Linked DNA regions of Mus musculus: regions 2, 3, 4 and 5 are each linked to region 1. A link is a contact called in public ChIA-PET, HiChIP or PLAC-seq and promoter capture Hi-C data. All regions are on one chromosome and are shown on one strand. The core of a region is the stretch at or near the end of the contact, and the rest is flanking DNA. Distances in the headings are between cores, read along the strand shown.

Evidence for each region. ChIA-PET counts read pairs in DNA pulled down with a chosen protein or histone mark. HiChIP or PLAC-seq counts read pairs in DNA pulled down with a chosen protein or histone mark. Capture Hi-C pulls out chosen DNA fragments and counts their contacts.
Region 2: an H3K4me3 HiChIP or PLAC-seq map of forebrain shows a contact between it and region 1, with 4 times the contacts expected there. The contact joins the promoter of Crmp1 here to the promoter of Man2b2 in region 1. A contact is called at or near these places in 7 of 39 promoter capture datasets (cranial neural crest, embryonic stem cells, frontonasal cranial neural crest and 4 more), 1 of 15 datasets of contacts at CTCF or cohesin (embryonic stem cells), 2 of 115 datasets of contacts at active chromatin or transcription factors (astrocytes and forebrain) and 1 of 9 other capture datasets (embryonic stem cells).
Region 3: a promoter capture Hi-C map of liver shows a contact between it and region 1, with 3 times the contacts expected there. The contact joins the promoter of Grpel1 here to the promoter of Man2b2 in region 1. A contact is called at or near these places in 17 of 39 promoter capture datasets (the 3T3-L1 cell line, 3T3-L1-derived adipocytes, the C10 cell line and 11 more), 2 of 15 datasets of contacts at CTCF or cohesin (the NIH/3T3 cell line and embryonic stem cells), 21 of 484 Hi-C or Micro-C datasets (B cells, CD4 T cells, the G1E-ER4 cell line and 11 more), 9 of 115 datasets of contacts at active chromatin or transcription factors (the 230-238 cell line, T-cell acute lymphoblastic leukemia, bone marrow-derived macrophages and 4 more) and 2 of 9 other capture datasets (adipose tissue and liver).
Region 4: a promoter capture Hi-C map of liver shows a contact between it and region 1, with 2.2 times the contacts expected there. The contact joins the promoter of Tada2b here to the promoter of Man2b2 in region 1. A contact is called at or near these places in 5 of 39 promoter capture datasets (erythroid cells, frontonasal cranial neural crest, liver and 2 more), 2 of 484 Hi-C or Micro-C datasets (peritoneal macrophages and pro-B cells), 2 of 115 datasets of contacts at active chromatin or transcription factors (bone marrow-derived macrophages and memory CD8 T cells) and 2 of 9 other capture datasets (adipose tissue and liver).
Region 5: a contact with region 1 is called in an RNA polymerase II ChIA-PET map of memory CD8 T cells, with 11 read pairs. The contact joins the enhancer-like site here to the promoter of Man2b2 in region 1. A contact is called at or near these places in 6 of 39 promoter capture datasets (cranial neural crest, embryonic stem cells, hippocampal neurons and 2 more), 1 of 15 datasets of contacts at CTCF or cohesin (embryonic stem cells), 9 of 484 Hi-C or Micro-C datasets (embryonic stem cells and olfactory sensory neurons), 8 of 115 datasets of contacts at active chromatin or transcription factors (embryonic basal ganglia, embryonic hindbrain, embryonic stem cells and 3 more) and 1 of 9 other capture datasets (embryonic stem cells).

Annotation. Positions count from the first base shown.
Region 1 is chr5:36,827,999-36,834,069 of GRCm38.p6, forward strand. It overlaps Man2b2 (mannosidase 2, alpha B2), which reads right to left and starts at 2,651. Exons shown (of 19, transcript NM_008550.2): 1 at 2,440-2,651; 2 at 1,630-1,776. The coding sequence starts at 2,577.
Region 2 is chr5:37,239,647-37,245,717 of GRCm38.p6, forward strand. Crmp1 (collapsin response mediator protein 1) reads left to right here and starts at 2,412. Exons shown (of 14, transcript NM_001136058.2): 1 at 2,412-2,879. The coding sequence starts at 2,499.
Region 3 is chr5:36,462,229-36,468,299 of GRCm38.p6, forward strand. It overlaps Grpel1 (GrpE-like 1, mitochondrial), which reads left to right and starts at 2,957. Exons shown (of 4, transcript NM_024478.2): 1 at 2,957-3,027. The coding sequence starts at 2,966. 2210406O10Rik (RIKEN cDNA 2210406O10 gene) reads right to left here and starts at 2,626. Exons shown (of 3, transcript NR_126488.1): 1 at 2,287-2,626.
Region 4 is chr5:36,480,406-36,486,476 of GRCm38.p6, forward strand. It overlaps Tada2b (transcriptional adaptor 2B), which reads right to left and starts at 3,880. Exons shown (of 2, transcript NM_001170454.1): 1 at 3,383-3,880. The coding sequence starts at 3,652. It overlaps Ccdc96 (coiled-coil domain containing 96), which reads left to right and starts at 4,183. Exons shown (of 1, transcript NM_025725.3): 1 at 4,183-6,071. The coding sequence starts at 4,247. The coding sequence ends at 6,001.
Region 5 is chr5:37,155,381-37,161,451 of GRCm38.p6, forward strand. It overlaps Gm1043 (predicted gene 1043), which reads left to right. Exons shown (of 14, transcript NM_001370827.1): 3 at 4,366-4,504. Among named protein-coding and RNA genes, the nearest start is that of Gm1043, 5.3 kb to the left of the region's middle. Within about 2 kb of position 3,286, at least 9 of the 459 cell types and tissues checked have an H3K27ac peak or open chromatin away from gene starts, as enhancers often do. A contact at or near this core is called in memory CD8 T cells, where this site is marked.

The DNA.
Region 1 (6,071 bases), core at 1,401-3,900:
CAGGTCACAGGTCCCAAGCCTGCAGCACTTCCCAAGGACCCTCATGAAACACCTCATCCTGGCTCACTCCACAAAGGCAGGAGGACCCTGTCTTGGTTCATAGCATGTCCCCAGAACTCAGAGGCACATAGCCCACGGCAGCTATCGGAGACCTGGATCTAGGCCATGGTCAGGACATGTAAATGTGATTTTAATTTTCAAATAACTTTTTTAAAAAGCTGAAGGAACAGAACGGAGTGCTTCCTCACACCCCTCCCCAGACTCACTCATCGGCCTCATTTTTGGGTTCTCTTGAGCGAACACTTCCACGTCTATTCCCTGACTCTATTTTGTCTGAAGCACTTCCGGTGAACCGGCTGCAGCCTGCTTCACTCTGAGCACTTTTGTGTGGTTGGTCCAGAGGAATGAGGATGATGGTAAGCCTAGTACTATCATCATGACTAGGAAACAGAATACTAAGACTGCTGTGCAACGCCAGGCTCTCTGTGAACCTCTCGGGCTGCCCCGCCAGTCCCTTTCTGGCACACCATTCAACCTGGGACCCCATGTCCCCGTAAATGGTCATCTTTCATTCAGCTCCTTTAATTCAGGAGCAACTCCTCATCCTGTCTTTTTTGGGGGCTTGACAATTTAGAGGGAGACAGGCCTTGTTATGTGGGGTTCAGTGTGGTCTTGCTGGTGAATGTATGTTAGGTAAGTGAATTTAGGGGTTGGTAGAGAAAAGTCTGGGCATGAGGGTGAGTGGTCTTATGTTACTTTTGGCTTGTGTGCTGAAGGTGGAATCTATAGGTGGCTTACCCCAAGGCACCGATTACATATGGGGAGGTGTCTAGCTATTGGGGATTCCCAGCGGACAAAATCCTGGGCTCCAGGGAACTGCACTAGTAGACTCCTACCTAGGGCTTTACACAAAAGCCACACCCTTCACAGAGGGTTGGAGACAGACCCCATTGGAAGAGGCAGGCTCTAAAGTCAGACAGCCCTGTTTCTGAACCATACCTGTTTATTCATAAACTATAAACCCTTGAGGTAGCTGCCAGGCTATACCTGTAAGTCTATGCAACAATCCCCCAGAGCTGGTACATGCCAATGGCAAGCCCCAAGTGTCTCTTCAGAATCCTTGGCATGAGCTGTCTGAGGGCGGGGAGCAGGCTATCTTGTCTTATAGAAGAGAAAGCCATGCTTACAGATGCCAGTGGCAGGATCAGGCACCAGCCTGCCCACATTCTCTGTACTGTGTGACACTAAGCTGTCACAGAGCCACAGGGGTTCCAAACACGGCCAGCCAGGGGCAGGGGAGAGTCAGTGTGTGCAGATAGGGGAGGGGACAAAGTTCACCTGGGTGTTGATTAAGCACCAATTCCTGTTGCCTTTTGGGAGAAATGCTAGCCTAGCTTAGGGGTATGTCCGGTCCCCTACCAAGAACAGACAGAAAGATGACGTCACCCTGTCTATGGGCAGTGGCCCTGACCACAAGCCTAGTTTTTGTTGTTGTTGTTGTTTTGTCTTTACAGCTAGCATGTTCCTGAGCACATCTGGAACTCCCTATCTAGTCTCCTCCTGGAACTTTCCTCTCACACTTCGGATACCTTAGGGACCCATGTCCTGACACTCCTGTCCCCACCTTACCTGCTGTTTCTGCTGCTCAGAGGCCACACCGTCCCACCACAGCCGGAAGAACTCCTGCTCCACGGCGATGAAGCGCCGCTGCCCTCCGCGGACCAGTTCCGCCACCACGGTAGTGTAGACATTGGCTGCATAGGCTCTCATGCTTTCCTGGGGAGGCAGAAGCCATCACAACAGCCCCAAGGGTGGTGATGAGTCCAAAGGACCAAAGAGAAGTACAAGAGACCAAGTACCCTGGTGCCTAACACCTCCAGTGTACTCAGACCTAGGGGTATGTGGCAGGAATCACCACTTTCTCTTTATAGACAAGGAACCTGAGCCAGTGGACAGAAAGCCTCTCCCTGCCCGCTCTGTCCAAGGTCTTGAACAGAAAGAACCTCGAGGTTACAGGCCCCATACCAAGCTTATCTGGCTGGGTAGGAGTGTGAAGAGGAAGCTGAACTGGCTAGCCCTCATGTCAGCACCACAGAGGGCCAGCCCAGTTGCCTGTAGTCAGCTGACATCCACCTGCTTGGAAACCTACCCCACCCAAGGTACTCCAGGCTTATTCCTGAGACTGGCTACCTGTCAATCCACACTTTGGGGACACACTCCTCTGCCTTAACTTTTGCAGGGACCGTCTAATAAGATAGATGCCATCAGGACTCCGAGGCAGGAAGTGGCCAGCCCGAGGCTGAGGCTCAGACTGCAGGGGATCAGGCTGGGGGGTGGGGTGGGGTGCTGCAGCCCAGGTCGCCTCTCTTCCCGGCTGGGTCGGGTGCACTCCGCAGGAGGCAGTTACTGTGCAAGGAGCTCAGGAACGCTCCAACTTACCTGGACCGTGAAGACCCAGCCCACGTCCATGTGACTGTGGGGCACCACGAAGGCCCGGATCGGGCCGGCGGGCTGAGCTGCCCGCGGCCACAACAGCAACAGCTGGCCGAGTAGCGGCAGCCAGCGCAGCGGCCCCATTGCTGGGCAGTGGGACGCTGCCAGGGCAGCGGGTCCTGGGTAGAGCGGTCCACTTCCGGGTCCGGGACCCGCGGCGCCGCCTGTCGGCAGGAATGCGCGAGCGCTGCCAGCCACGGGCAGGGCACGAGCTTTGTGTGGTACGGCGCCCCTTGTCGGCTAGAGTGTGTATTGCAGCTTTCGTCCCTATATGGTGGTCTTGCAGCTCAAGGCCACTACCTCCAGACTTGGAGACCGCTGTTGTCTACACAGAGGGAAACCTTCCAGGATAACACGCTCTCCGACGCAGACCTCTAGCCTCAGGGTGGCTTGACTTGAAATTTTTTAGTTCATTTTAAGGAAGCGAAACTGGCTTTTTACAGACACAGCGACGAAAGGGTCAGGGTTGGTAGGTTCAGAATCAAATCTGGGGTCTTGGATGGTGAGCTGGGGCAGATGTTTAATCTCTTTGATCCCCATAAAATGGGATGTGATAATAGAGGAGGCATGAGTTGCTAGGGACATGGGATCTAAATGAATGAAGTCCCCATCTCTCAGCCAATTAAAACTGGTGACTTTACAATTGGTAAGAGAGCAGTTCCCTGAATCACCTCTGTAGCTCCTCCGTGGCCAGCAGGTGGTCTATAGTTTGGGGTTTTCTGGGCTGTGGTGGGGCCAGAGGTGTGACTCTGACTAGCCTGTTTTGTCACTTGCCCTTCAGCAAATGCGACCAAAACCCAAGCTGTTCTTTGAGCAAGCTCAGATCCCTCTCTATCCTGTCCACGGACCTGAGACCTCTAGATTCCACAAGAGGTCAGACCTTTCCATGAAGAAGTGGGCAGCCATTTACCAACTTGTGCGGCCACCGCTTTAGGACTCAGGTGGACTACATTTCCCAGCCTCCTTTGCATGACAAATGTTAGCCAATGGGATGTGGACCACCACAAGGGTTCTATGGATGGGACCTGGGTCCACTAGAAGAGCAACCAGCGCTGTCAACTGCTATGCCATCTCTCCAGCCCAATCATAGCTTCTTAAATTATGTGTGTTGTGACCACATATGTGGGGCTGCAAAAATTTTGGCAACGGTAAAGTTTTCGAATGTCTAGTAACACACTCAAACCTAAAGAATCGGAGGTATTTCTGGCGGTGCTCACTCATGGTACTTCAGATGATGTCACTGCCACCTTGGATCTGAACACATGGCACTAGCGCTTTGCACTGTGAAGGCTGACACTCTATGCAGCAAACACCACCCAGAACATTTTGGTTCAGATATGCTGTGAATTGCGTTGTTTTTCAGCAAATAGACAACATCTATGCTGTTACAGAAACAATGGTTTACTCTCAAAAACAAATATTTAATATTTTCCTTCCATAATTTCTCAACATATGAGCATCACATTAGTGTATGTTTGGATTGTCGTAAGCTAGAATGTTGTACCGTGTTTTATTTTTTGTGTGGTGTATGTACATGCTGTGTGCATGTGTGTGGAAGTCAGAGGTTGATGCTGAGTATCTTCCTATATCACGCTGTACCTTGTGTTTTGAAATACCATGTCTCACTGGACCTGGAGTTCTCTGATTGGCTAAGTTGACCAGACAGTCGCTCCAGGGGCCTCCTGTCTCTGCCTCCTGTGTTGGGGCTACAGATTCTCAACACGGTACCCAGCTTTTACATGGTTGCTGGGATCTGAGCTCAGTTCCTCGTTACTCATCTCTGGGAGCACCAACATGCTTCACTGCTTCCCCAGAGCACTGACGTCTGCTCTGGAGGTGAGAATATCCCCGAACTGAAGCAGGTGGTGAATTCTGACTTCAGGGATAGCTCAACAAATATGGAGGCCTAGGTACCCGAGGAATTAACTGCTGGACCTGAGATTGTCTCTTTTCTCTGCTACTCATGTGACATCAGGGGATAAATCTTGAAGGGACTCAAGACCTGGTCTTGAGCATGGTGGTGAGCATGACTCTGGTAGTCCTTGTCGTTCTCCCCATTCCCTCTGTCTTGCTAGAAACCATTAGATTACACTCCTAAAGCTAGCCCTCAAGGTCTATTCCCTTATTTGGCCACTTCCTCCTCCAGAGGCTGACTACCAAGGTCTAGCTATCTAAGTATTGAAGTCCAGCAATCAAAAGCCCCCTTTGGCTCACCTAATTAACATGCACAATTAAAATTAAACACTTCATCCTAACACAGGGTTTCCCCTTGTACCTCTATAAATGGCCATTTTCCTATGTGTCACATCTGTCTCCTCTCTATCCAGAGGCAGTCCTTTGTCCTCTGGGACAAATACCTGGCCCCCTTTCCCTTGTTCCCTTCCCCTCCTCCCCCCTCCTCTATCTCTTGTGTTTTTCTATTCTGTGCCCTCTGTCTCTCTGAGGCAAACACATCTCCTTGGTTCTGAGAACATGGTCTTGGGATCCTGAGGTGAAACTTTTCCTAATAGTTTTCACTTCCAGGAGCCCCCATTTCAAGGAAGGACAACAAAATCCAGTCTCATGGGATGCTGATGAGTGTCTGCTGCAGTTTCAAAGAGAAACGGCACCAAACAGCTCATGTATTGGAATATGTGGTACCCATTGCCATTGGTGCTGTTTGGGAAGGTTACGGAACCTTCAGGAGGGGAAGCCAGCCTTGCCGGGGGAAGTACATTATCCAGGGAGGACTGTGAGGTTTATAACCTGACCCGCTTCCTATTCTCTCTCTCTCTCTCTCTCTCTCTCTCTCTCTCTCTTTCTCTCTCTCTCTCTCTCTCTCTTCCCCCTCTCTGAATGTGTGTTTGTGTGTGTCTGTGAGTGTGTGTTTATGTGTGTGTGAGTGTGTGAGTGTATGTGTGCTTCATGAGTGTGGATGAAATGCGGCCGCTCTGTTTGATGCCAGGCCATCGTCATGCTCCTGTTGCCAAACCTCCCCAGCTATGATGGACACTCTCCTCTCTGGAACCATGAGCCAATCAAACACTTTCTTTTTCAAGTTGCTTTTTGTCATGTCACTTTATTCCAGCAACAGTGACGTACCTGGTATGAGTAAGAGAGGAAGGAAGAGTCTCCAAAGTTAAACAGGTCATTGCTGGCTTCAGGAGGCTGAGAAGGAGCCAAGGCCATGGTGAGTGACAGCCTTGAGGGTCTGGAAGGTGGGGAGACCCAGCTGCACAAGACCCCAATGGGAATGACCTACACATACCACTCTGGGATCTGGGACTGCAAAGAGCCAGCCTGCCTCCATCTTAGGCTTAAAAGCCATCTTATAGTAAAGACAAACTAGGCTCCTTCCTGTTTATGAATAAACCACCGTTTCTTTAGGATTGGGCTATGCCCTACCTGTAACCTTAACTACAAATGATTCTGTACTGCCTGTTACAGGAATGCTAATCATGCCTTCATTTCAAAAAGTTATTTATAATCATCTTGCAAACCTTTGTTTCAAAATGTTATGTGACCACCTATGACTACCTTGATATGAGCATGACTACCATGCTACGTCCACCTTGCAACCATGTCTTTGTCTCAGAAGG
Region 2 (6,071 bases), core at 1,162-3,661, 410 kb after region 1:
AGTTACACATTGTTGTGAACCATGGTACATGGGTGTTAACAACTGAATTCAGGTCCTCTGCAAGGCAGCAGGTGCTTTTAATTACTAAGTCATCTCTCTGGGCCTGGGATTTTTAAAAAAGCAATAAGGCTTCTATCACTATTGGCAGGTCTAGAGAGAGACTGTGTCCCCAAATTGTTGACTGTAGCATGGAGTAGAAAGCTTGAGCTTTGAAAGTCCTGTCTAACTCAGATATATGGAGTCTCTGTTATCTTTGTTGTTGTTGATACAGGGTCTCACTGTGTAACTCTGATTGGCCTGAAGCTCATTATGCAGACCAGGATGGCCTCAAACTCACAGACATATGCTTGTCTCCTGAGTGCTAGGAATAAAGGTGTACATGACTACACCCAGCTACCTATGCTATATGGATATAATCACCATTAATCCTTGTGAGGCTCTGGAATAAACCCACTGTGGACCTCAGCATCAGCTTTTCTAGCACAGGACATGTTGTGGATTGTATTTCAGAGTTTTCAATTAAAGATTGAGGACGGTTGCAGTGTAGTTCTTCTTATTTCAAGAGGAATGCCTGGGTGAACTGAATCTTCATGGGATGTAGGAACAAGCGGATAGAAGAGCCAGGGTATGGGTGAGGTGGGTGGAAGACCATGCACTTAATTAGAATAGACACTGAGGACAAGGACTTTGTACTTTCCTGTGTGCTCAGCATTAGCCCCTGTGTGCAAGTATAGATAAAGGGGGGAGGGAAGGAACTTTCCAACTGACCACTGACACTGGATAATCATGAGGTCTCAGGTAGACAGGAGCAGCCACATGAAATGGAATGGAGAGGTAGCTGTTTGCTTCTCCTGCTTCCTCAACCCAACAGCAGAAGCGTCCTGCTTGCAGCGCAGACTGGCTAAATCACAGAGGGAGCGTGAGGTGTCAGCTGATGTCGCAGATCCTCCTATGTGGCAGAGTCCTCTGGTTAAGGTCTCAACAGTCACGTTTACTGTCTGTCTGGAGTTCTCCAAGGTTGGCTACAGACTTCTCTGACCTTTGGTGGGGTGCTGAAAGGACAGCTCCTAGCCCGGGGAAGCTAACTGAAGGGACAGATGCTGAATCGGCTTCCTACTGTTCCCCAGCAATCCTGATTGCCAGTTTGGACTTGTCTGCCTAGGGGGCTGGCAGCTTGTGAGCCTTCCATCCAGAGAGCACAGCTGAGATTCCTGGGTCCCCAGGGAATCTCATAACCCCTATGCTAGAAAGTCATAAATAAATGAGGGGATCCCAAGTCTCCATACTTCTTCCTGGTTAAAGAAGCCCCTCAAGTCTAGACATTAAGCTCCAGGCATAGTTGGAGTGGGCTGTATTCAGGATGTGGGAGCTGCCCATAGATGGAGGCTATCGTCTGGGTCATTGCCTACTGCCTGTGTGTCTATCCCTGCATATTTGTTTCCTAAGTGTTCTGTTCAAGAGTTCTTCCTTCCCTCGTGTCTGGTAGGGATGTGCACGAATTCCCTATCAGCAGTCTACAGGCCTGTGTGTGAAGGAGCCTTTGTGAGGTTGCTTTTGGTAGTGGTGTGGAAATTCTTTACCCTGAGATGTTGTTGGGCTGTGTATCCAGCACGAGTGTGAGTCATTGGTTCAGTGACAAGTGTCTGGGAGTGTAATGCTAACATGACCTCCTTGCTATGGGATAGGAACCTCTGTTCCTGAGTGCTGCAGGCTGCATTCTCTATCATACCTTTTAGAAGCTGGCCCTTGACACCAGGGATTTCATTCTACTCTTAGTCCTGTGCCCAGCACCTACACTAGTGCCAGATCCTATCAGGCAATCAGTGTAGTAGTGTCGAGTGAGCCAATGGGGAGTTGGATGTGTATGCCTCTGACTGTGCATCTAAGATCATTTAATTTTTGTATGATTTTTGGTGGTGCGTGGGGTTGCCTGACAGGGAATCTCTGGTGTGCGCGCGCGAGCGTGTGTGAGCGTGTGCGTGTGTATCTATGGTGTGCTAGCTGTCTGGAGGGAGCGCGGAGGTACCTGATTTGGGTGTATGTACCATGTACAGACATGCTGATGTCTGTGCAACTCTTGTTTGTGAGGTGAAGCTTAACCGTGTGTACGTGCGTGTGTGTATGTGTGTTGTGCACCCGCGCACCGCCCCCACCCCGTCTCTGCCCGCGCCCTGCGCTCCTTCTAGAGGCGGAGAGCCGGGTGCGTGGAGGGCACTGCGGCTCGGCCGCCCGCCCTCCGCGCTGCGGCTACTGCACGTCACCATCCTCCCCGCCCCGGCCGCTGTCCCCGCCTCCACGGTCCTTTGTAGCTGGCAGTGGCGCTGGTCTTGGTCACCGTAGGCTCCGCCCCGCCCCGGCCACGCCCCTCGCGGGCCACGCCCCGGCCCTTCCTCCCTCCCTCTTTGCCCGACCGCAGTCGCGCTTGGGCCGCCGCGGGCCCGCACCGAGGCGCTCAGCGCGGAGCCAGCGGTGGCGAGAGCTGACCGCCGGAGACGGGGATGGCGGAGCGGCGGCGCGCGTGGAACACGGAGGACGACCTGCCGGTGTACCTGGCGCGGCCAGGCAGCGCGGCGCAGACCCCGCGCCAGAAGTACGGCGGCATGTTCGCCGCCGTGGAGGGCGCCTACGAGAACAAGACCATCGACTTCGACGCCTACAGCGTGGGCCGCCGCGGCTCCGCGCGCACACCACGCAGCGCTGGCCGGCCCGACGCCGTGGGCCTGCCGTGCCCCGGCGGCAGCGAAGACACGGCCAGTGATGTGAGCGAGCCCTCGGGCTCTGCTGTCAGTTCGCCAGGCGATCGCGATGACAGACCGCCAGCGTTGCGCATCCGATGTCCTGCGCCCCGCGACCTGCCACTCGGCCGGGACAATGGCCAGGTACCCTCGGGGCACGTGGGCCGGACGTGGGGGGCGGGGCCCTTGGAGACCCAGGGCTTGGGTGGCGCGAGGGCGAGTGTGGGGGCCCCGCTGCCACCAGGTTCTGGGGGACTGCTACGGCCCCTCCCCCACATCATCCTACAAGAGGTTCAGAGAGGTTGTAGGATAGGCCAGGGTTGGCCAGCATAGCCTCAGAAAGCCAAGCCAGGTTCTGAGAGGGGAAGTAAGTTGCTGCAGCTGCCGCTAAGGGACCTGTAAGGTGAATTTAAGCCTCGTTCACCTTCTGGGGTTCTGTGAAAAGGTGAGCATTCTCTGTCTTCTTCCATCTATCTATCCGCTCACCCAGTGATCGTGGACGCTTAGGCTGCACTTGGCTCTGGGAGAGGTTCACGGAATGACTCTGTTCATACAGCTGCTCCCGCCCCTCCCTGGGGGGACGATGTGGTTAAGGGTTCAGATGCTGGGCAGTAAGAAATCATCCAGGACACTCCTGGATGTGTAAATTGGAGGCGAACCCGGGATTTGAACCCAGGCGTATGGACTCCCCGACTTCCGAAAGTGAGGAGGGACCTCAGGAAAAGACATGACCAGGGCTTGGGCTTTAGAGATTTTCTTCCCTAAGTTGGAATTTACCAGGGAATACGGATGGTCAGACAGAAGAGTCCTGGACAGGGTGGGTGAGGTCAGAGCCACGTGTCTGGGAAACAGAAGTTGGAGCAGCTCTGGGAAGCTGTCCCTTGAGCTCTGGGCTGGGCTGGCTCGGCAGCCTGGCCCCACCCTCCAGAAGTTCCCTGGCTGGGGAGAGAGAGCTGTGGACTCATTTCAAGAATTAAGTTCAATCAGGTCGAGAGTGATCAATAAATGCTTGCTATGGAGTTTTATCATCATTCTCGGTTTAATTAATTAATTCGCCCTTTCCGTTAACACTATGAGAAAGTGAACCCAGAGGAAGAGTTTGAACAGGACTGTAATCTGGACAGGCGTTTTGAAGAAAATGGGCTGGTCTGAGGGCGGTGTTCTTGCTTCGGCTCTGTCGCCTGCTCTGGAACTCTCCATGGTCCTGAATCTGCTGCCTGGGAGCTGGAGGCGGGGGTGAGGACCAGGGAACTAGCCAGAGTCCAGTTCCCCATCCCTTTATCTCCTCCTTGGTAGTCCGACCTCGCGTGGGAAACAGGCTCTCTAGCTCCACCAAAGGCTTCAGGTCTCAGAAACCCAGCCACGCCACCTGGAACCTGTCGAGATGTTTCACCTTCTTTAAGATGTCTTCATCTGAGACCCGGGAGTGGCAGTCTGTTCTCTGCTTCCCTCAAAGGGAATACCACGGAGGCGAGTGCTCTTTGTGACTGGCCTGGAGCTGTCCTTCTGGCTTCATGGCGCTGGTCAGGGTCATTCACACAAGCTTTGTCTCCCGCTTCGCCATGGCCGACCGGGTAGATGTTCCTTAGCGTTTCTGGACCCTAGTTGCTTCACCTGCTCCTGTGTTTTTCCCACCCGGGTCCCCTCTGTCCTTTCTCCCTGGCTTCTTAGGGACCTGACAAAAGGCTGTGTCTGAGGCCTCCCAAAGCACTCTATAGTAGGGACTTAGAGCAGAAGAATTCACGGCCCCGCTGGATGGAGTAATTTACTTTCTGAAGATCTCAGGGCATGGGTTGCAGAGGTCTAGGGATATAGGGTCAGCCTTAACCACTCCAGCAAAGAGTGCCCGGCCCCTCCCCCGCCCATAAGGCTCTTTCTTGGGAGGGAGGAGGGGTTCCAACAGCGCAGGCGCAACATTTGTGGTTGCCAGAGGCCGATGGCTGTAAAGCTTTGTACCGGCAAAGTCTGCTTGGGAGCAGCAATCTGTTTGGCCAGTAGCGAGTAGGGCTCCTCCCTCTGACTTGCACGTGGCCCAACCCCTTTCTGTAGCTTGCCTGCCCAGAACCCCCTAGCTGACCCCAGGGGATGCCCGGGTACCGGAACCTATGATTTATTGGCGAGGAAAGGAATCCAGGAGACAGAAGTGTGCTGCTGCCATCCGCAGCTTCCGGTCATTAAGGAGAATTTAGGGGCTGGAGCACAGGCAGGACTTAATGAGTAGAGAACCCGCTTCGTGACGCTGCCCTATGGCAGCTAATTTATGCTATTTTATCTCTGTAAGCTTCAGTTTCCTATCTGTAAAAGGGGAAAAAAATCACAGGCCAGTGTTCCCGGATATAAGCTGTTCTATTTCAGCCTACAACCCTTCTTGGTCTCCTGCTGTGGACTAGGTAACTGGTTTTCTCCATGTGGTGGAAGGCCCCAGCGGGGTCCAGAGTTTTTTCTGTTCCTCACCTCCCTTGGCAGTCCGGAAGTGGAGGAGTGGGTCTATCCACAGGGTCAGTGGAGGGATTGTGCAGGCAGGAAATGAGCTCATTGGCAGGGAAATGGCTTGCTCCTGCCTGGGGACAGCTGCCTGATATTTTGAGCTGGGGGGCTCCGTTGTTCATCTTTTGTTCCCACTTGGTGAAGTTTTGTCCTGGCTTCTTGCCCACCTGTCCCAGAGCCACATCGGGACCTCCCGGGCTTCGAACACTTCAAACGATAGTCAGGAAACTTCCCACGTTTCTTCCCTGTCCCCAGAGCTGTAGAGACTTTAGTACCTGTGATCCAGCTTTCCAAGCCTTCACTGCTAGGCCATATTGACAGGTCACTGAGAGGAGAGAGCAGATGAAGGGTTAGAGCCCATGGCCCATGGGTTCGCGGCTAGCCCCTTCCGCTGCTTTGCTTCTGCCTGGGAATGGAAATGGAGCGGGTAAAGAGGTGAAGGCCCTGGGGATGGGTCTGGGAAAACGAGTTATCCTTAATTGAGGTGGGCTATTCAAGAGAATAGCATAAATGAAGATCTGGATTTGGATATGGAAAGGGGGGTGGAAAAACGGAGACCATGGAAGGACTGGCCAGAGAGGGTCCTTGAGTGCGGCCCTGGAGGGCCAAGGATGCTTCTAGCAATTTGGGTGGGTGCTGGCTCCTGGCTCCCACTTCCTCCCAAGCACAGGTCACACACACAAAGATCAGAGACACCTGTGGCGCTGCCCACAGCTTTTGCCCCCGTGTCCAAAGGCTGTTTGTTTCTTGCTTTTAAAACACCACTCAAAAGCATATTCTCCTAGTGGCGTGAGCGAGGCCCCGGCTTAAGCGAGGGCGCGGGGCGGGGGTCGGGGGCGGAGTAGGGGA
Region 3 (6,071 bases), core at 1,707-4,206, 370 kb before region 1:
CTCCCATTTAGAGTGGATCTTCCCTCAGTTCAACCTCTCCGGGGGTTCTCTGTGATAGTATCATAGACATGCCCCCACGTGTCTCCCCTAGGTGATTCCAATCCAGTCAGGGTAGTAAAGAAGGTGAACCCCCACATCCCTCAATACTAGATGTTTCCAAACTGGACGACTCCAAGTTGCATGAGGGGATGAAGAGCCACCCCTTACCTGAGGCACCACCACCATGTCACTGAAGGCAGTGACATTTGGACGTTTGGAGTCAGCGCTGGTTCTGCTTTCCACCCCAGTGGTGCATGCTGGGCAATATAAAGGAATATTCAAGAGCCCTGTCTTCTTCTGTGATTCACCTAACCTGGCCAACCACTTTTCTGCCCAGCAAGTCTTGGGTCTGATCCATAAGAGGACATCTTAAAGCACCTGACACACAGCAGACATTATGCTGGAATGCATATCACGCCCACAGTCAAGCTGTGGGGCCATCTTCAGGACCTTCTGAGGACTGGCTTTCTTTGTAAACACCACTTCATCCTCTCTGGGGCCACCCCACGTGTTCATTTGATCTTCCAGCATCCCTGTCTCTGCTGGGCCGTCCATGACAACTGCTAAATGTGAACTCAGAGAGCTAACCTAAGTGTTTTCTCCAGGCAGCTCCATCTCCTTGTGTAGACTGCTGCCCGGGTGGGTGGTGAAGTTCTGGACCTCACGGGGACTACAGAACTGCCTAAGATGGTAACCTCAGGAGATGGCCCCCACTCAAGTAGTTCCTGAGTGGGTCGCCAGGTGGCAGCACAGGCCCGTATGCCTCCTGGCAGGAGAACCCCAGCTTGAGAAGGGATTCAGAGTCCCCAGGGTCCTCACCCCTGGGAAGACCCATACCTCCACACACAGCAGCTCTAACTCTTCATCTGTCTCTGCTTACAGATGTGCTGGTCACGGGCATTCTCATTTCTTTGACGCCTTTCAGCAAATGAGAAGACCCAAGATTTAAGAGGAACCATGTTCAGGACAGAAGAAATCTGGTGACCTGGTGTTACTGCCAGGGAAAGCCACAGGAGGTCTAAGTCTTATTTCAGAAAGTTTCAAAGGAAACTGTATAAGCCCCATGGTATTCATCGCCGGCTTCAACAATGTCATCACTTTCCCACAGTCTTACAAGAAACCTCACCTTTTAAAACTAGAGTATTTTTTAAAGCCCTTGCCAGCCAATATGACAATGTACCATAAATATTCCCATCCAGAGCTCTGCCCATTGGCCCATATTGTTCCCTAACAAAAGGGCCAGCGCACTGAATAACCATCTGATACCCGTCCCACTCCAGTCCCCTGCCCTTTTCACGGTTGGTTTGTTCCATCACAACCAAGTGCCATAGACTCAATCCAATTATGTCTCTTGATTTCATTGGTGCTCTAAGTATCCCTTCTCCTCTTACTCGACCCCAGCCCTAATGAATTAACAAATCAGGTCACTTGTCCTACAAAACACCAGTGAACCAGGATTCCTGGAAAGAAACTGTCTGCAAAGGCCAATTGACGGATTAAAGCCTCAATGACTGGAGATGCTGAACCTTGCAGGTGCAGAGCCTAGTTACAATTTATCTTGGGCTATCTTTAGTTCATTAAATAGATTCCCTGCCCCACTCAGTGTCAGACCTAACAGCAGGAAAAGACGATTAAAATCTTGGTAACACAGTAACAAAACTCTAATCTCCACCAAAGGGCTAAGCTTGCTATCAAATAGCATCTGCGGACTACAGCTGAGATTCCCGTTTGCTATAATCACCTACTTAATGTTTTCACTAATATATTTTATGTCTTGAGTTGTGGCTTTCTTTGTTCTGCTACTATGCAAACGTCCTGAAACTGTTTTCACGTTGGAACACAGGTGTCCTAAAACTGTTTCTGGGCCAGTCACTCATAAATGACTCCAGAATAAACTTATTTCCTATGAGGTGAGAGCTGTGCTTTTTGTGTGGACATGCTCTGCCCCACGCCCACGGCGGGCAAAAGGCAGCATGTGCTGGGGAAATGATTTTTAAAAGAGCGAAATTAAATAATAGAATTTTGGTCCCTTTTTTGTTTGTTTGTTTGGTTGGTTTGGTTTGGTTTGTTTTACGAGACAAAATTTCTCTGTGTAGCTCTGGCTGACCTGGAACTCACTCTGTAGACCAGGCTGGCCTAGAACTCAAGAGATCCGCCGAGAGCACACACAAGCCGTAGTCCACGGACGAAGCGTTCTGTCTCGAGATTTGCGGGAGCCGGGGGGAGGAAGGAAGAAGCTGCACATACCTAGACAGGACAGAAAACGTCCTCCGACAACTCTCAGCTCTGCGACCTCCCCCATAGCAGTGACCAAACATCAGCACCCATATTTTCGAAGCTCTCCTGCACACACTGCTGTTAGTTTTTTTTTTTCTTATGTTGCGTTCTGAGAAAATTGGAGGTGGCCGAAAGTACAAAATCAAGTAACGCTCATCGGGCCGTCCACAGCCAGCCTGTTGACACAACGCGCTTGCGGCATAGTAGAGATGGGGTCCGTCCCTTCCCGGGACACCCACGTTCCGCCCGCAGAAGGTAGCAGGAGCCTAAAGCGAGCACCAGTCACTTGGCACGAGTTCCCGGGTCCCCGCCTAGCGCTCGCCGCCTTCTGCCCGCCCTGACGCTCTTCCTCTTCATTGGCTGTCCCCTGGCGCGACCACGCCCACAGAAGCTCCATTTTCCTCCACTCCTCCCACCTCACCTTTCACCTCCTCACCTTCCGGGGCTCCCAGAAGCCTCAGTCTCCGCCCACCGGAGAAGGAGGAAACAGAATTCCGTCATGACTCGTAATTATTGGTGGAAATGGTCTGTCCATCAGAACAACAGCGGTCACGGATTAGCTAAAAAGCAGCAGTAGGTGGGAAAACCGGTGTAAGGGGCGTCCGCGCATGCTCAGTGTGGGCGCAGTGACGCGACCTCGGGGGCAGTCATGGCGGCTCGGTGTGTGAGGCTGGCGCGCCGCAGCCTCCCGGCTTTGGCACTGTCGTTCAGGTAAGAGAGCTTCACTCCTCTGCGTCGGCCTCACTCACGGCCGAGAGCTCTGGTGGGGGGTTTAGCGGCAGGACTGGTCCCCGCAGGCGGTGCCCGTGCACCCTGAAGTCACATCCTCACCATCGAGTCCCTGTGCCTGTTCTCAACGCGCGGCTGTCCTGGTGTTTACTGTGCGGCACTGCGCGAACTGGGCTCAAGAGACGAGAAGTGGGGACGCTGGGGCGTAAATGCGGGGATCTGGGTGATGCGTCAGGTGGAAGGCTCCGCCATTTGTTTGTCTGGTGACACACGGCACTCTCTCGGGCATAGGGGCACCACCCCTCCTGGAATTGCAAAAGTCAAGCTTAGAAGCGGGAGACTTGCCCAAGGTCAGGCAGCCAGGCAGAAGCCCGCCCGACCAGGGGCTGGGGTTGCTAATCCCTAATCCAGTCCAGGATGTGTACTGCCTGGTTTGTGGGCTTTTTCCACTCACATTCCTTCCCCCACTTTTGCCCTCCGCGGAATGTGAGGTCCAAGGAGCAAGAAAGCCAGTGTGTGTGCAGTTTATTTAGACAATGCCCATTTTTGCCATCTTTACTTTTACCCGTGGCTTCAGGTTTTTGAGTCGCATCTCCAAAGTTAGGCTCAGTATCTTTAGCTTGTTCCCTGCTAGGACCAAGTTTTTGGTTGATTAAAAAAAGAGAGACTTTGCCTGAGTCTTATGGAAACGGAGTGAACGGGAGCTGGCCTTTTCAGCGGGTGAGAGTGAGCAGGCGGATGATCTCGTACTTGTGACTAAAAGATGAAAACAGGTCTATGTTGTGCAAAGCAGGGAGGAGTCTGAAGTATTCCGGGGGAAGCACTTCCTATTTGTGGTGCTCTGTTTAGAGTTGACAGGAAAGAACCCCCATTTCCCATCCCATCCGGCCCTGTCCCATCCCCCAGCTTGGTTCATGTCTATCTCTGAAATTGTGGTTTTGAAGAAAGATGCTCTAGTAGGAAGTCATAACTCCACAGTATCCCATAAGCTTGGCTTCCCTCTTTCCTCCGAGACATAGCCCTAGGAATTCCTGCCCTGAAAGGATCTATACAGCAAAACTGATCTGCTGAAAGGCTGTGGTGGTCACTCCTAGGGGTGGAAATAATTCATAGTGAAGGCAGCCTTCACATTTTGTAGGTTTTTATATTCTTAGCATAATTTTGCTTCTCAGAATTAATTACTGATCTTTCTTTTTTAAACTTACGTGTGTGGATGTTTTGCTTGTATGTGTATGTCCATGTGTATGCCAAGTGCCTTCAGAGTTCAGAAAAGTGTCAGATACCCTGGAACTCTTAGAGTTAGGTAGTTGTTAGCTGGGAATCAAAGTCAGGTCTTCCACAAGAGGAACATGCTCTCAACCACTGAGCCCAACTCTCCAGCCCAGATTCTTAGACTTTTTAAAAGCGTGAAAGTAAAAATAAAATTAAAAGATCACTGCTGGAGCCAGAGAGAGATGGATGGGGCTCATTGGTTATACACTGGCTGCTTTTGTGGAGGACCCAGGTTTAATTCCCATCATCCACACTGGGTAGGTCAGCCACCTGTAACTCCAGCCCCAGAGATCCCACACCTCTTCTGGCTGCCTCTTCAGACTCACTTCCAGGACTCCTTTGGACTTCTCTTCCCATTTCCTCTGCATACACTCCCACTTTCATCTCTCTGTCCAAGTGATTCCCAGTTCCTGAGATGTATCTCTCTTACCCACCCTACTCTGTAACTCACCTGGGCCTGCTGTGGACCTGTGCACAAGAGCACACACTGTAATCCCAGGACTCAGCACCTGGGAGACTGAGGCTAGAGGATTGCAAGTTTATTGCCAGACTCAATCTCTGAATAAACAAATACATCAGAAAAGAAAACTAGGAGCTGGAGAGAAGTCTCAGTGGCTGAGAGCGCTTGCTGCTCTTGTAGAGGACCTAAGTTTAGTTCCTAGCATCCACACTGGGACAGATCACAACTGCCTGCAGTTCCAGCTCCAGAGTATCCAGTGGTTTTTGGCTTTCATAGGCACCCAAACTTATGTGGCATATACTTACACAGACACACACAGACAAACTTATGTGGCATATACTTACACAGACACACACATATAAACTTATGTGGCATATACTTACACAGACACACACATATAAACTTATGTGGCATATACTTACACAGACACACACATATAAACTTATGTGGCATATACTTACACAGACACACACATACAAACTTATGTGGCACATACTTACACAGACACACACACACATACAAATTTATGTGGCACATACTTAACACAGACACACACACACATACAAACTTATGTGGCATATACTTACACAGGCACACACACACATACAAACTTATGTGGCATATACTTACACAGACACACACACATACAAACTTATGTGGCACATACTTACACAGACACACATACAAACTTATGTGGCATATACTTACACAGACACACACACATACAAACTTATGTGGCATATACTTACACAGACACACACACATACAAACTTATGTGGCACGTACTTACACAGACACACACACACACATACAAACTTATGTGGCATATACTTACACACACATACAAACTTATGTGGCACATACTTACACAGACACACACACACATACAAAGGCACACAGACAGACAAACATGCACATAATAATATAATAGCAATACATGTTTTTCTTTTTTGTTATGTCAGTTTGTTGGGCATTGTGGTCCACACCTTTAACCCCAGCACTTGGGAGACAGAGGGAGTCAGAGCCCTGTTGAGTTTGGGGCCAACCTGTTATACATATCAAATTCCTAGCCAGCCAAGGTTACAAGAGTGAGGTCCTTGCTCAGAAAAGAAAAACAGCCTCCTGGGCTTCCCTGCAGCCATAGGTCACTGTTTTGGGTGTTTACTTTTTGCTGTCTGGCAACAAGATTTTTGCTTAGGCCACTGTCATCAGCAGGAGGTACAGTGGGTCTTATTCTATGAAAGGGGTCTGGGTGCTTGGACTCAAGGGGACACCATAGAATACATGAGAAGAT
Region 4 (6,071 bases), core at 2,630-5,129, 350 kb before region 1:
GAATAAGGGAATAGTACAACACACCTGCCTTGAGGCCTGGCACCAGGCAATGGGCATCAGCCTTAACACCCTTACCACAACTCTGTCTAGCACCTGGCACATGTTTTAGCCTGAGTGTAGATGTGCTACCCAGGGTGCCCCATCTGTCCCTAGGGACAAGAATCTTCTCCGTTGGTTCCTCTTACTACATTCAAAACCACATAAGCTGGCATGAACCCCACTTTCCCCGGGTGGATGGCCCCGTAGAGGAGCTGGTCCTCTCAAACTGCCTCTTCTGTAACAGTCCAGCGTCTTTAGAGCCAAGAAACAAAATTGGTGACTCATCTACCAAAGCTTGGATTATTCTGAAGCTCTGAATGTCTGCATGCTTGTTCTCATGGGTTCCAGAGCCCACCACGGAGCAGCTGTCTGGAGCCTCTAGGCACCTGGGTAGGCCTGACCTGTGTGTGTTGCTGAGGGCCACCTCTTCTCTCAGTCAACCTCCCTTCTATGGTATGAGCCCCTCTGTGACTTCTCTGTAGTACAGGTTCCAGCCAGGGCTGGTGGAAAGCCTTCTGGTGGTACCACACCTCCAACTGTACCAGTAAACTTCTGGTGTCAACTACATTACTTAATGCTCTTAGTGCTGTAGCAGAGACCCAAATTATAATCACACCTAGCCATCACGGGCAAAGCTATGGAATTCTTCACAAGTAGCTTATATTCTCACAGTTGCCATCTTTCAACTGCAAACTAAGAACATAAATTCACCCCCACAGTGCTACTTGTGCAAGTCATATGATATATACATAAAGGGTACAACAGAGCTGGCACAGGCTCTACACAGATTCAAACTGAGACCTGCTTCAGTGAAGTAGGCTACAAGCTCAGAAAAGAGCCACATATCCAAGCTATAGTGCCTCTGGTGGAGAAAACAAAGGCGCAGAGGAGTAAAGCAACTGGCCTAAGAGAGCACATACACAAGGGGTCACAGAGCCTCCTATTCCTGAGTGAAGGCTCAGTGGTTGCATCTCTCTGCTTGACCCTGAGACTCCTGCTGCTTCAGCAGGTAGCAGCAGTCCATGCACACACAGGCAGTCAAGCCCCAAGGCTCTTCCCCTTGGTCTTTACTTCTTCCAGCGCTGAGACTGGGCCTCATGAGAACCTGCCCCCTGAACAAGCTCCTCTGGCCTTCAAGCCTGAAAGAGCTGCTTCAGAAGAGGCCTTCCCCAGCCTGTCTGTTCATCCACATTTTCCGTGTTTTAGTTCCTGAGTGCTGGGCTTCTGACTGCGCTGCACAAATGGGCACAAACACTAGCTGAGCTACACTACAGACTCTACAGACCGGGCTTGCATTTCCTTTTTAACAAAGTAAGATAGAACAAAGCCAAAACACTGAAGTTGGACAAGACAAACCAACAGAAGCAAGTGAAAGGGCATAAGAATCAGAGACCCACTCGTTCACACTTGCAAGTCCCATAAAAATACTAAACTGAAAAGAAAACTATATACATAGAGGACGTGGTGCCGCCCCATGCTGGCCCAGACCCATGCTGGCCCTGTGCTTGCTGCTTCAGCCTCTGTTCATCTGAGTTCATCGGAGCTTTGCTCAGCTCATTTAGAGGGCCTTGTTCTCCTGGTGTCCTCCTGACCTCTGGCTCTTATATTCTTCTGCAGGGTTCCCTAAATACAGCCCAGATTTCAAGAGCTAAAGCAAGCGCAGTGCTGAGACTAACACTCTCACTCTTTTCAGTGTCTCCTCTGGAAATAAGTGCTAGAGGACTGGTGTGAGGAAAGAAAGGCTCTCAGAAGCAGTGACACGCAGGCCAGAGATCAGTCAGTAGTCTTGACTGAGGTGAGAACACCTCAGGCAGAAGAAAGGAAATGATCAATGGACTCCGCGTGAGCTCACAGAGAGCCATAGACATTGTCAGGCCCTGCAGGCACTGGAGTGTAATCTAAGAAGCAGAACTGAAGTTGCTGAGGGCCAACAAGATGCGGCTTATGCTCCAAATGCCCTATGTTCATGTGTGAGAAGGGTTACAGAACAGAAGGAAGAGAACGGTAAAACCATGAGAAGTGATCACGAGAGGTAAGCACCATCATGGGTCAGGCCAGAAGAGTAGGTCAGTAGCTACATTATGCACATCTTTTCAATACATGACCACTGACCAATTGGATGTGGTTGATGGCTTTAGGTTGGCTCTGTGTATAACTGAGGACAAGTGAGTCTTCACAGGCAATCAGGTAGAGAGGGATCACCAGGTATGCGACAAGCTCCAGAAACAGAGCATATGAATGCCACACTTTCAGCACTGAGGCTCTTCTTCAAGGTCCTTCATGTTGCCTGATCTGTACAAAGCATATGCGCAATACACACCAATAAACACCACTTAGAGACAAAGTAACCCATTGTTTTTAGAGAGCAGGAGCCAGTGTTGCTCACTGGTAAGACATCTGTGGAGTAGACTCCTTCCTAAGTGGGGAAGTGGGTCCAGAAGGTCACTCATTCTACGACGATCTGAAACAGGAGGGCAGTAGGGTTGGAGTAGGGGAAGCTCGGGGAAGCTAGGGTCAGAGGGCCCTAACATACCAGGGAAGAGTCTGGACAGGAGAGGGTCATGCCGAGCTCCCTGCTTCTCTGAAAGCTTGAAGATGTGACATATTCTTGGAGGCAATGGTGACAATGCAGCCAGATCTCATCCCTAACATAGGTGAGGAATAGAAAGGAGAGCTCCTTAGAGACAGCCAGAGAACAACCAGGAGCCCAGCACACTATCTGGCTGGCACACATGAAGGCTCTTACTACCAGTGAGCTACCTCTACAGAAACCTGACAGCTAGAAAGCAGACCCCAGGATCCATGCCTCTTCAGGAACACGCCTTTGTTCATTCTTTACTGTCCACCCATCACACCATGTCCTGGGTGCTGTGGAGACTAAGACTTAAACAAGATACTGCTACTCATTGAGAACCTTAGCACAGGGCACATGCTGACACCCACAGAAAGCACACGAAGCCCTGAATGCAGACTAAGTGCAGGCGGGACGGGCAGCCCCAGGCTTCTGGCCTTCCCCACCACTATGCCCAGGAGAACACAACCGTACTAGGGGAACTCAGCAAAGGACAGTGGGATCTAGCTTGCTGCCATCTGACTCAAGGATAAGCCTGGCAACGCACAGGGCCTACCCTCTACCCGCGTTCAATGCACACCTCTTGAGGACGAGTGTGAAGGGCAGACAGCTCCGTGTCGGGGCAATGGGTCAAGGCCCTGCTCTACCAGCTGTGTGACCGCTGGTGACCAACACGTTCCGGACACAACCATCCGACCACCTGCGGCCCTCCGCAACGTACACCGAGCCAGCCAGCCATGCCCTCCCTTCTAGCCGTAGCCCGCCGCTCACCCAGTTGCCGAAGCCGAACTGCTCGATGGCGTCCAGCAGCAGCTGCTCCTCGCGGCTGGTCCAGCCGCCCTCCGCCTCAGGACCCCAGAGTGTGAATCGTCCGCCGTCTACCAGCTGGTAGCCGTGGTAGCGGCGGTGGTGGCCGATCTCCGCGCCGGCCGAGAAGCACTCGGGGCACAGCTCGATGTCCTGGCACTCTGTGCAGCGGAAGCGCAGCGGGCTCACCTCGGCCAAGCAGTACACGCAGTACTTCTTACCCAGCTCCGCCATCTTCCCCCGCTCGCCCGCCGCCCGGCCCGCAGCCGCCGCGCCCCCGGCCGTCAGCGCCCCGCCGCCTGCCGGGCTCGCTGCGCCCGCCGCGCCCGTGCCGCTGCCGGCCGCTGCCACGGCCGCCCCCGCCCAGGCGCCGCCGGAGCCGGCCAGGCGGGCCGCGTCCCGCCTCAGCACGCAGGCGCCCTCCGGCCCGGCCCGGCCGCCGCCGCCGCAGCCGCTGTCTCCCCGCCGCATCGCGCAGGCGCCCCCCGCGCGCCCTCTCGCGGACAGCCGAGTCTTTGCTCTGCGCCTGCGCGCCGGCGCCTCCCGCGGCCTCATGGACTGGAGGAGCCGCGAGGCCCCGCCCTAAGCCTGTCAGCCGGCGGGGCGCGGACCGGAAGTAGGCCGTGCGGGCCACGCCTCTCGGGAACCAGCGTCCAATTAGCGCCTCCCTTCACCTGTTCGCAGATCTTCATTGGCCTAATATTGCCGGGAGGTGGAGAGAAATGGAAGGCGGGTGACCAATCGCGGGGCCCACCGCGCGCCCTGGTTGCCCCGGGAAACCTAACAGCAGGCATCAGCCGGCCTCAGAGCGGGGCCGGCGGGTCGAAAATGGACAGCCACTACGGGGACATCGAGGGCAAAGACCGAGCCGAGGAAGGCCTGGCCAGGCAGTCGCTCGAGATCAAGGTTAGCTCCGAACCTCTGACTCCGGCCAACCCTGTAGAGCAGGAGCCAGAGCCGAAGCCAGAGCCGGAGCCGACGCAAGGGCGGGAGCCTGAGAGCGAGACCCAGCCGGTGTCGGACAGCTCAAAAGCGAAGGATTCGGAGGGGATCGATTACGCGCATGTTGAGGTCCCGGAAAGTCCGGGGGCCGCTGAGACCGCGGGCGAGGCCGTGTCCCGAGAGCCAGAGAGTCTGCCACAGACCCAGCCCAAGACCAAGCCGGAGTCCAAGGAACCAGAGGACAAAGACGAAGACGAGGATGAGGACGAGGATGAGGACGAGGACGAGGACGAGGATGAGGATGAGGATGAGGATGAGGGAGAGGAACGGGACAGGCCAGAGAAGCCGAAGGGCAAGGGGAAGAGGGAGAAGAGGAAGGAGTCACGGTTCCGGCCATCTCTACCGCTGACCACAATTGTTGAGGAGGGGGCTGCCCCAGGCCCACAAGCTGCGAAAGAGAAAGCAAGGGAGTCACTGAAGAAGAGAGACAGTGAAGAGATCGAGGGGACAGATCGAGAACGACACAAAAGCACAGAAGAGCAACTTCACCCTGGAGAGGCCAAGGAAGAGGAGAAACAAAAAGGGGCGTCCACTGAAGAGTTTGAGTGGACAGCGGACATGCAGAAGCTGCAAGAGCAGCAACTGCGCGGCGAGCTGGTGGAACAGTACCACTCCCTGCTAGTGGAGCGGAACCGTTATCAGCGCTACAACATGTACCTACAGCAGAAGATTCACGAGACCCTACGCAAGAAGGGGCTGGAAGCAGCGGCGGAACCTGGGGACAAGAGCGCTGAACCCGAATCTCCCGAGAAAGAGCAAGCATACTTGCGCTATCTGGCCATGCTGGAGGAACTGAAGAAACAAGAGGCAGACGACTTAGAGTGGTACCGTCAGGAGGTACGGGAGCTGAAGCAGCAGTGCCAAGAGAAGCAGACCAGGGTGGAGAAAGAGTGGCGGCGCTTCCAGGCCCTCAAGAAGCAGGTGGTGATGCAGGTCATGGGCAGTTGCCGCACGCGTGGTGGGCGCCAGGCTGCCCTGAGAGAGGTGGAACAGCTTCAGGCCCTGGAGGATAAGAAGGAGAAGGAGATGAGCGCCGTGCGTCTCGAGAACGTGCAGCTGAAGCAGAGCCTGGTACACTTTGAAACCAGGATGAAGGCCCAGGAGGACTTGGCTGAGGGGCTGCTCCTCATCGACTTTGAACAGCTCAAAATTGAGAACCAGACCTTCAACGAGAAAGTAGAGGAACGAAACGAGGAACTTTTAAAACTGCGCACTAAGGTGACCAGCAACGTGCAGATTATAACGCACGTGAAGGAAAAGCTGTCTTTCATAGATACGGAGAACTCATGCAAAAAGGCACAACTTTCGGAAGTGGATGCCCAGGTGGCCCTAGGAAGAGACCTGTTGACGAAGACAAAACAAGCCCGCGACAGCCTGCGAATCGACAACGTCAAGCTGAGTCAGAAATGTGGGCTTCTGGGTAAGGAATCACTCCTCCGAGACTTGGAAGAAAAGGTGGAGAAGACAGAAATGCTCAACAGGCGCCTGGAATCCCTGAAGCGCCATCATGCCGGGCTCGCCTTGTCCTGCAAAGGGGTGAAGCAAAAGATCAGGGAAGCCAAAACTTTCCTCCCCTCTTGACAGCCCTTGACAGGACAGTTGGCAAAAACTTCTGCAACCCCAGAAACTCTCTTACTCTCTTCTGCCTCTG
Region 5 (6,071 bases), core at 2,036-4,535, 330 kb after region 1:
CCCTCCCTTACTGCCTTCCTTCCCTCCCTCCCTCCTTCCCTCCCTCCCTCCCTCCCTCCCTCCCTCCCTCCCTCCCTCCCTCCCTCCCTCCGTCCCTTACTGCCTTCCTTCCCTCCCTTCCTCTCAAAAGGCAGTTTCCATGGTCAGCTGGCTGCATTGCTATAGGCCTGTGACCAGTTAGGCTCATCATGAAGAATGGGTTTGGTAGAGGAATGCTGTTCTCCTCCTTGTAGCCAGGAAGAGCGGCAGTGGGGTCCCCAGGGAGTTTCTTGAGACCGAGTGTGTTAGTTATTTTTTTCTGTCACTGTGAACAGACACTCATGTCATTAATGAATGGAGCACAGGTTCATCGTGGCTCACAGCGGGTTTCAGTCTGTGATGTGCATTCATTGCCTTGGACCTTGGCGGAGGCACCTCTGCAGCTGGAGCCCAGGGTGAGACCATAGCCACTGTTCTCTTTGAAGATGCGGTACACATCTTTCAGGAAAGAGCCAGGGTATAGGGAGGTAGGATCTGTGGCAGGGTTGAAGGAGAAAAAGGACCACTCAGGCCTCCATTCTGGCCCAACTTTGACTCTCTTGAGGCCTCTGATGTATATAATGTTATTGCCTCCTTTTCCAGAGGTGGAACTATAGAGTCAGGGACAAGAAGAGCTGCAGTGTCTAAATGTCCCGCTAGGAATGCAGACGCCCAGCTGACGTCCACTAGGAAACAGCGAGTGTCTGGGAGTACACACTGGACTTGCTGCAGTCACAGAGTTAACGTGTAGGGCTGGTGAGATGGCTTAGTGGGTTAAGGTGCTTGCCACCAAGCCTGGTGACATGAGTTCAATTCCTAGGACCCTCATGGTGGAAGGACAGAGTCAACCCTGCAAAACTGTCACCTGACTACCACACATGTACTGCTCACCTGGCCTCCACGAAATTAAAAAAAAAAATAAATAGAAAAGTGTTAACATGCCAAAGTTTTAAAAATTATTATTATGGAAATAATGCAGAGTTGGGCGAGGAAGCTCATAGCTGGAATCCCACTTAGGAGCTTGAGCTAGGAGGATTGCTGTGAGTCACAGGCCAGCCTTGGCTATAGAGTCAGTTCTTGTCTCAAAAAAAAATGAGGTTAATTAGCTAATTCAAAGAAATGGATAAAACATACACAACTGAGTTGTTAGAAAATGGATTAGAAAAAAAAACCTTCTCCCATCTCACCAAACTGTGCTTCACAGTCATTTCTGACCTAGTATAGCAAAGTCACATGGGGTACTTGTCACCCTCTCGCTCTGAGTGAGACCTAAGCCCTCAGCAGGTGTTCATGGTGAACATTCTGCTTGTTTTATGAAGGAGACACCAAGGCTGGGGATGGTGTTTCACTGTGCCTATACATCCCTCAGAGCTGTATTCCAGGTACCAGGAGTCTAGCCTGTGACCACTGTGGGCCCATATATTCACGGCAGAGCATCTTAGATTCACAGTACTCTCTGTGACACCATGCTGACAAGCCTCGTGTGATTATTGTAGAGAGAAAAACAAAACAAAACAAAAAACAAACAAACAAACAAACAAACCCACCCCTTGCCCTTTTCAGGGTCCTGTGAGTATGGGTGTCCTATGCTGCCATGACAAATGGCACAAACTTGGTTCCTTTTCTTGGGAGTAGCATGGTGGGATTGGAGACAGGACTTCAAGCTGGTGCTGGCCTCTGACTCTCGCTCTAGCCCTGGATGGCCTTAACTCTCCATCCTTTTGTCTTTCTCTCCAGGGTGCTGAGGTTATAGGCATGCATCCACGAGACTTGGTGGCTTAAAAACAGCCTAAAGACATGGCTCCATCTTGGAGGTGCCCAATGTAGAAACAATAGGACCTGCGTTTAGATCCTGCAACACCCAAGTAAAAGCCAGGGGTGGTACACACCTGGAACCACAGTGTTGTGAGTCAGAGATAGGGGATCAGTGGAGTGCACTGGCCAGCTCAAACAACCAGTGAGCTTCTTGCTCAGTAGGAGGTTCTGTCTCTAAATAAATAAATAAATAAATAAATAAATAAATAAATAAATAGAGAGAGAGAGAAAGAAAGAAAGAAAGAAAAAAGAAAGAAAGAAAGAAAGAAAGAAAGAAAGAAAGAAAGAAAGAAAGAAAGAAAGAGTAGGGTGGTTGAGGAAGACACCCCATGTCCACCTCTGGTTTCACACATGCATATGCACCTGCACTCACATAGTGTTTCTAAAGCAAACAAACAAACAGGCAGGCAGGCAGGCTGGCAGGCAGAGAGACAGACAGACAATCAAACAGGAACCCAGGTATGGTTGGTTAACAGCCCTGGAGGCTGGAAATTAGGATTCAGGCTTAGCTCAAATTGTTAGTAGGGTGACACCCAGACACCCTTGGAACTGTGATTCCTAGCTGCTTGATTCCTGCTCCTGAGCTGAGCACCCCTCCTCGTCTCCTAGCCCACTTCAGAGCTGTAGCAAGCCAGGTGCCTTCGTGCTGCTGTGGCTTTCTGCTCCACAGTCAGCTCCACCCTGGCCTCCTTCTGACTAGCTGGAGACCAGTTGTCGTCTCCTCTCACGGACTTGACTTCACCTGCTCTGCAGCCTTCTGGACAAGTGAAGGGCGACACCCTTCCTGCAGGGACCAGGATCTGGGTGTATCTGGGACCACAGCTTGGCTACTGCACTGCACTGAGTCAGAAGCAGACTGTCTTCTCTGGTCAGGGCACAGGTTGCTCCCCCAAATAAAGAGAACGGCTTCCTTTTTCCTTTTCAACTCTCAGTGCATCTCAAAAGCAGTGAGAAGGCACCAGTTCACCTCCTCACTCATTAGCTTGAGAGGACCTATTCAGGAGGGATAGAGGGACTCCCCGAGGAGAGGAAACCCTTGGCCAGGTCTTAAAGAGCAAGAGCATACTCTTTTATCTTAACAAAACCCAGTGAGCAGAGCCTGTATCTTACAGAGGAAAATCTGAGGGTCATAGATGTAACCCAGCTAGGCTTCAATGGCTGGTAAAGACAGAGCCCGCCCCTCCCAGTGGATCAGGGTCTGAGATGGAGGTGAAGGCCACTGGCTGGTCTGGCTGGTCTTAGAGGTGTTAGATAGAGGGATATCTCCGGCTAACGTTACCTAGCATGAAGGCAAGGCTAGCACTGAACAGGAGAAGGAAACTTCTCGTCTTGTGGTTCTTCTGGTGGGGGCATCCTGCTTATGTCACTTCCTTTGTTTGCAGTCAGGGTTTGTCCCCTCCTGGCTAGGCACAGTCTCTAGAGTCTCGTCATGCAGCACGAAGCCCTGCATGGCTCAGCCACTCCGTGTCAGTCCTACAGGCTGTTCCCAGCATCTCCTGTGCAAGCGCAAGCCACACAGACATGACCATGGTTTCTGTTTTTATCACAGACACCTTTTGACTCTCAGTCATTTCCTTAGGAGATGTGTGCAAGTTTGGAGCCAGAATGGGAGGCAACAGTGAATAGGGTTAAAAGTCAGCCTAGAATCCACAATTCTGTGCTACCCTGGGAAATAATTGCTTCTCAGGTCCTCAGTTTTCTCTTGTGTGAAATATATGACCTGAAGGATGCTTAAGTTGCAACCACTGGTCTGATGGTAGAAAAAGAAAAGAAAAGAAAAGAAAAGAAAAGAAAAGAAAAGAAAAGAAAAGAAAAGAAAAGAAAAGAAAAGAAAAATAGAAGCTCCTGGCTGGTCGGCCTCCCCTCAGTGTCTCTCGCTCATCATGTAGGGCTGAGAAACACATAGGATTGAATTTTGTGGTAAGTGATGCTGGTGTGTGTGTGTGTGTGTGTGTGTGTGTGTGTGTATACACACGTATGTAGTATGGTTATCCATGCAACATCCATCTGCATCCATGGAGAGGCCCAGACAGGACATGAGCGTGTCTTCCTCCATAACTCTCCACCTAATTGCCTGGAAGCTCACATCTTGCCTAGGCAGGATGAGCAATAAAGTCCTAAGGTCTGTCTGTCTCTGTTACAGGGATGGCTTTTATGTGGGTGCTGGGGGATTTGAACTAAGGTCCTCATGTTCACTGAACAAACGCTCTTCCCAGCTAAGCTATCTTCCCACTAAGCTATCTTCCCAGCCCTTTGAGGTAGGACAGAGACTCTCTAATGAGATAGATATGACTGGGTTGGTGGCTCAACCTGGCCATCCAGTGGCAGGAAAGCGGGAAGTGAATCACCATGACTTTGAGACCAGTCTGGGCTACGTAGCTTAAGTCCTAGCTGATGAAGTATGTGGGCGGTTGACAATGAAACCCTTAGACGGGCGGCTGAACAGGAGTGGTGGTGGTGGGGTTTACATGGTGGCTTGGACACTCAGTCTTTACTTTCTATCCTGAGTGTCTCCTGCTTCTCTTCCCGCAGGGTCCAGGAGCTGGAGCTGTCAGAAAGGAGGCTTCTCTTGAAGGTGGAACAGCTGAGTGCCTGTGTGGCCGAGGAAAGAAGTGCCACAATCCGCGTCCAGGAGCAGCTGCAGGCACTGAAGGGGACACTGGTCAGCCAGGTTCGTATCCCTTCCCAGTGCCTGGTCGTGTGATCAGCCTGGGCCTCAGTTTCTCTGTCTGACCTCTCCCTGCCTGCCTCCTAGGCCTCCCGGGGAAGCTTGGGTGTTGGTATCTTTCTCATGCCTGGGTCCTTGAGGTCAGGAAGTGGGCAGTGCAGGTTTCTCTCTTCAAATTGCTGTGTGCAGGTGGGGACAGGGGGAAGATAAGAACCCGTTCTTGGGTGGAGGAGGGACTTGGGTATGCTGTGGGTGTGGCAGGAGAAAGACACTCAGGGAACTGGGGATAAAACTTCCCAGACCTTCTGGGAAAGGTATTTGAAGGGTGGGAATGAGGCAGACCAACACTCTGCTGTGGAGAGCCAGGAAAAGCTGTATATGTAGGGAGGGAAAGGCTGGCAGGTACAGCGGGAACTCCAGAGGGGCCATTGCAGAAACAAGGAAGGCAGCTAAAGCTTTGGGGAGTAGGGAGGCAGAGCATAAGAAACAGCCCCACCAAGAAGAAGTGAGTGGTTCAGGGCGGAGGCAAACCCTAGTTATCCTGCTGAATTGTCTGTGTGACATTGGACAAGTGACACAACCTCCCTGGGCCTGCTTCCTCATATGTAAAATGGGAATATGCTACCCACCTCTCAGGTGGTTATATGAGCTAAATGGGTCCATGCACATAGAACACTCAAAGAAGGGGGCATCTTTTAATGTCATCTGCACTGGCCATTCTTATCTATCGTAAGACACTTTTCAGGGGACAGGTGATGCAGGCCATATTGCAGAAGGAATATATAGCAGATGGACCCACACCTCTGCAGTAGGTACCCAATGATGCCTGGGCACCCAGCTTCCAGGCTTCAGGGGCACAGCTTAGTGGGGTCTTAAGATTGCAGGGTGCAGACCATTCATGGGATGTGAACTCAACTTGAACAGGCAAGGCACCCACTAAAGGGGGTGTTGTTTCTCGGGTTTTGTTCAGCTGTGTCTTTGTGTGTGTGTGTGTGTGTGTGTGTGTGTGTGTGTCTGACAGTGGGCAACTATGGGACAACTAGGGTACATGACATGGTATTCACTGAGACAAAAATGTAAAGTGGAAAGTCCAGCTCAGCTCAACTTAGCCCTTGGGTACCAGTGGGCCAGCCTGGAGTCACTCTCACCTTTCCCCTGACTACTGGAGGCAGACTCAAGTTAAACTGAACCCTTGGCTCACGTGGTCTTAGCCTCTCAACCCTAGGGGAGTCTTCAGAGAAGCAGGGTACAGGCTGTGTCTCTGCACTGGGACATGTGGTTCCTCTGAGGAGACATTGTAAGGGTGTTTCGAGCCTTGCTCTCTGTACATCTGGGATTCCCAGGGAAGTCAGGGACAGTCCTGCAGTGGAGATGCTTGTAGTGTGGTGGCAGATGAACGGTGAGGGTGACATGCAAGCCACTAATTGCATTAGTGGGAGGAGGGGGTGTTGGGGAGCCCAGGGAGCTATCAGTCCTTTTCACATGCTTCTCCATTGTCATTACATGTCTGTGAGGAACGGTCTGTGATGATGGGTGTGGAGGGTCCAGCCCAGCGTGGGCAGTGCCATCC